2 separate regions of the Gossypium raimondii genome follow, and region 1 is linked to region 2. Evidence: chromatin contacts called from public Hi-C data. All regions are on one chromosome and are shown on one strand. Each heading gives the region's core, a stretch centred on a gene start, on an enhancer-like site or on the middle of the called end of the contact. The rest is flanking DNA. Distances are from core to core; before and after follow the strand shown. Region 1 has its middle 31 kb from the start of LOC105785404. Region 2 holds the start of LOC105785354 (probable galactinol--sucrose galactosyltransferase 2).

Region 1 (2,700 bases), core at 12-2,511, 140 kb after region 2:
CTATTTTTCTTATATGACATAAAATAGTTAAATCTTAATTTTGATCATGTTCAAATTTGATCTTCATATTTAAATTTTTGACATAATTTAATACGTTCAGTATTTATAATGTCATTAATTACTCTAGATATTTTATTTTAATTAAAGCGTTGACATAAATTTAAATAATTGTTAACATCATTACATTTTTGTTAAATTAAAGTACATTATAATACCATTTTTTATGACATGATTATTAAGCGAGTAATTTTAAAAAAAAGTTAGAATGCCACACTAATAAATTTAATATAATAATTTTAACCGTATTAATAATTAGATTTAAATTTTAAACTCAAAATAAAAATTAATTTTTAATAATATAATTATATAAACTAAATTTCAAATATAATATTATTTAATTAAAATAATTAACTCAAGCCTCAATTGAAAACCATAAAAATCATTAAATAAGTTATATCCTCGAAATGAGCTCTCACATATCTTATATGTTGATGCTAAATTTTAAAATTTATTTATTGGAGTAAAAGTGTATTTCATAATTTTTTATTTAGTTTTAAATATTCTCAATATATTTTCTAGAAATGGTATTGAAGTTGTTAGAAAATGAAACTTTTTATTTTTTTTAATTTCATGAGCTTTAAAGTGTATAGAAGAATTATTGAGGCTTTTGTATTAGGAATTAGATTATATTTTTCACATTTATCAAAATAATAGGCAAATTACTTCTTATATATTAGAGCAAAGAGCAAACAGATCTATATATATCAAGATGAGGTACATGTAGCATGCTACATAATAGTTGTTTAGTTGTTTTGTTAGTCATATTAATTTTAATAGTAAAATTAATAAAAAAATTTTAAAAAATAATTTATTTTTATCTAATATACATGAATTAATTAATTTATTTTTCAAATAAAAAACAAAATATAATTCAACAATACATTTACTTACATAAATGTGGTTTTTAAAAGAAAAATTAAAAGGTGCACAGATAAATCCAACACCTCAAAAGCAACCAAGACGTTATCCATAATAATCGTACTTTGGTCGATAATAAGATCAATGAACAGGCATCAGTACCCAGTAGTAGTAGTATGTGGCATAATACAAAATAAATAAATAATTGGCACTGGATGTGACGCCAAAAACGTGTCCACCTGTCCCACCAGCTTCCACAGAATTCCAAACGTTGACACGTGGGACCCACTCACCACCATTAAGCTCCACGTGGTCCACGCCAACAGTTTTCACCACACCTCAAACGCCGTTAGCCTGTCGTGGCGTTAAGTAGCAAGCAAGCAAAGCGGGGGTGTGGACCACCCAAACCCCAAGAGTAAGGGCAATAAATAAAACGACAAAGCACGGATCTCCGTGAGGGCGACCGTCGACACCACGTGTTCCCCAACGCAAGGAGTCAATTATAAGCCGCCCCTAACTCCACTGCAACTCCGCCACGTTGATTGTGAATTGGAACTTTGGAAAAGTAAAAGGACAGCTCATCCGTGGGCGTGAATGACCAGTGAGGTCTTTTTTTTGTCTATTTCTAATTTCATCATCTATTTTATGAAAATTAAAAAAATTAATCTTCTCTATTTTTAATTTATCAAAATTTGATCTTTATATTTTAGGAAAACTGAAAAAATTAGTTTAATCCTTGGTAAACATCTGAACATGAACCATTGATTTTTGTTAATTTATTGCATCTAAGTTGTGAAACTATTGATTTTTACTAATTTTCTTTTACATATAAATTATTGAATTGTTAGTAAACACGTGAACACAAATTACTAATTTTGATAATTTATTATATATACATTATAAAATTATTGGTTTTTTTTACATAAAAATTATTGAATTGTTGGTTTCTAAATTAACGAATAAATGGGAAATTCTAACAGTATTATTTAATTAAAGTAGCTTCTTTTCATGAAGTAAAGTGATAAAATCCTTCAAAATAAATTTGAGGGACTAAATTTTAATTTTTATAAAGTAAAATGGTGAAATTTATAATTAAATCTTGGTTCTTATTTTCAAGGAAATAATAAAGAAAACCAATTTTGGGGTCCAGCGTTAATGATAAAGATTGTGATTTTTCATTATTTTGACTTTAGTTTGAAGATAGTAAATAGCATTTATTGGAAGGAATCTTATAGAGCTATTTTTCAAGTTTATATGATTTATTTTAAAAAAGAAAATGTTTAGATATCACTAAGTGTTCCTTTTATTTATTTATAAAATTCAATAGAAAACAAACATTTTAAATGATTATTAGATAATTTTAATTGGTTTATCTCAGAACTTCTAAATTTTGGTCATCTATTAAAATTTAAAATTGGTAATATTTACTTAAATCCATATAACCCCATTTCGTTGGTAGAAAACAATCTTTTCAAAATAACACTATTTATTAAATTTTATTATATTTCGCAAAAAACTAAAATTAAAAATTGATAATTATTTATTAGTAGAGATTTATTATTAGAAATGAAAAGAAAGAAAATGAGTAGTTGTTAACAATAAATCACACAGTATTTTTAATAATAGTTATTTATTATTAAAGATTTAAAATAATATATATCTTAGTAGACAAGTTTTTAGGAGTAAATTAAAATTTGAAAATTTCCTGTTTATAATGGTGTTGGATCACTTAATCAAGCAACATTAAATTCAGTCAACCACTTTATAGAAGTAAAGATATAT
Region 2 (2,700 bases), core at 154-2,653:
ACCAAAAACTTATAAAGAAAGAAAAAAAATTCTGAAAAAGAAAAAATTGTGTAAAATATTAAAAAGCATTTTTTATTTATCGATACAGAAAACCAGCTCTGTTTTTTTTTCTCTTTTTTTTCTTTGTTTATTGGGATAAAATATTATGTCCATGAAGAAAAATCTGGAATGGTCAAGGTATGAAGGAAAAAGAAAGCAACTGTTCAAATTTATTTATTTACTGTGATTTAAGCTACAGTTCGTCGCTAAATTGGGATTGTAAACTACTTTTTGGGGTTTTTTTTTTTTTGAAGGAATATACGAACTATTTTTTATAATCAAGTAACTTTCAGGTGGTTTACTTGAAGATCATCAACGGAAAAAAATAAATATGAAAAAGAGAAGGCAGCCAGCGGACCACAATGATCTGTTCAGACTATAAGCAAAGCTCCTCTTTTTATTAGAAAAATAAATAAATTCTTAATTTTCTACTTTCGAAAAAAAAATTCTAAGAAAAAAAGAAAAGAAAAGAAAAGAAAAAGTGTATACTTAGTTAGAGCAAGTTTGGACGGATACACGAGAAAAGCAGGTCCAATAATCTAAAAGATCTTCACGATTATTACAGCGGAAGAAAAAACGTGAAAAAGAAAACACGAACTTTTTTTAGTTAAACAGAGGATTATAAAAAGTTGGCAAAATTTTAAACGACGATGAATTTTCAATTAAACAGACATTTATAATAAAAAAAATTCTGTCACCGTAAGAGCAAAATCATAATTCATAACCAAGTAATTCGAGGGATTTATCGTCGTGATCTTAACTCTTACGTAAATAAGATTTTATTGTTATAATTACATCAGATCATAAAAACTCCAAATCACGTCTCATTTCATGATCATAATACCACGAAACCAGAAACAAATCGCAGAGAGGAAAAACAGTACTTAAAAAAAAGAAATAAAGTAAAATACAATTTAAATAACAAATCCATAAAACTTTCAAAATTAACAAACAAAAAGTTCTAAAAGATTTCAGATCATAGAAACTCCAAAATCCAAATCCAAATCACGTCTCATTTCATGATCACCACGGAAACAACAACAAGTCATCCAAAAGGGAAACAAATATTACTCTAAAAAGAGAATCCACCGAAAACCACTATTTAATTTCACAGTTGACGGCTGAGAACCCCAAAATGAACTCACCTATATCCGGCGAGGCTACCTTGGGTCGTTAAGCAGCCAATATGACTAAAAAGCTTGAAACACTCTTTACTCCAAAACTTCAAACAAAAGAAAACGAAAGAAACACTCAGCAGAAGCGCACTCCGACGAAGGGAATGCCTCTTCTTTAGAGAGAGGGAGAGAGAGCGAAACCACTAAAAATGGCTTTGTTTTCCTCTTTCAGACGACGGATGCGAGTAATGAGGGTGAAGAAGCTGGGTTTATATAGCAACAATTTCTGGGGGTTAAATATCGAGCAACTTCTATTACGGGATCATTGGTGTACTGCCACGTGGATTTTTTTTTTTTGCTATTCTTTTAGAAATGTTTTGTTTTTGTTTTACAATTTTTTTAATGAATAAAATAATAATAAACATATTAGATATTTTGGGTGGGTTTATTGCTAACTGTTGCTGAGCAATCCGTGGCTGAGTGACAGAAGGTATCTCTGAATAGTAAATTTAAAGAGCGGTGGAAATGAAAGGGGGTTGTAATTTCTATTAAAACATGAATTTGATTATTTGTGGATCCGTATGTTACTTGTTTTTGTTAATTTTAATTTGTTTCTTTTTTTTTAAATTTCAATTTACTAAGCAATTCAATCATTCAAAGGATAATTTATTTAATTTGTATTCTAATACTATTTCTCGTAATGCTATTAATGGTTACCTTGATAATACTAAAAACTAATTAAATACTAAAATAATATCCTAGTGACATCATTTACCAAAATAGGGTGAAATTAACAATGCTAGGAGGTGGAGGGATAAGGGTTGGCAGCATCACCCATTTTTTTTGCTCAATCATACCTCCATCATTAGCTTATGATATGTTTTAAAAAAATAATTTCTAATGGTGAAAAGATGTTATACGGTGATACCGGTATACAAAAAAAAATTACGGGACAAAACACCGGTAAAAAGGGGTGAAGGGTGCTAAACTGGCGGCACCAAGCTTGGAAGGCACGTGTCAGGTGGCACCAGTTGGAGGAGGAAGGTTGTCAGGCGGCACCAAACCCTTATATATTTGAGTTGAACAGTTATAATAATTTGTATGAAGTGCTGTAAAAAAATTTTGTGTTTTGATCTGTTGAATTGTTATAGTGTTTTTTGTGTTTGGTTGAATGGTTGTAGCAGCTAACATATAATAAGAAAGAAAAGGAAATTTTTTTTGTAAAATAGGAGAAAACAAAGAAGCAAAGTCAGAAATATTTGTAAGGTTTGTACAGGTGATTAATTTTTGTTATTATATTTTATGAGTAGAATCTTGTTTTGTTTTTGAAAAAAAATTCTTAAGAAATTTAATTATGTTTAAATATTTTTATAGATTTAGTATTGAAGATAGATAATCAATTCTTCGTATGCGTTTATTTCGATGGAGTAATTTTAACAACAGTTGGTTTTATATTTGAATGTCACCAAAAAGTAGTAATGAGATTTAATAAAAATGTGTCGGTTGATAATATGAAAGAACGGATCAGTTCAAAAATTATTAAACA

What was found. Hi-C and Micro-C count contacts between places; a contact is called where the count stands out from the background.
Region 1: a Hi-C map of leaf shows a contact between it and region 2, with 1.8 times the contacts expected there. The contact joins the enhancer-like site here to the promoter of LOC105785354 in region 2. A contact is called at or near these places in 2 of 2 Hi-C or Micro-C datasets (both in leaf).

Annotation. Positions count from the first base shown.
Region 1 is chr1:21,360,515-21,363,214 of ASM2569854v1, forward strand. No RefSeq gene overlaps it. Among protein-coding and RNA genes, the nearest start is that of LOC105785404, 31 kb to the left of the region's middle. Within about 2 kb of position 1,262, the one cell type or tissue checked has open chromatin away from gene starts, as enhancers often do. A contact at or near this core is called in leaf, where this site is marked.
Region 2 is chr1:21,220,291-21,222,990 of ASM2569854v1, forward strand. It overlaps LOC105785354 (probable galactinol--sucrose galactosyltransferase 2), which reads right to left and starts at 1,404. Exons shown (of 14, transcript XM_012611412.2): 1 at 1,185-1,404.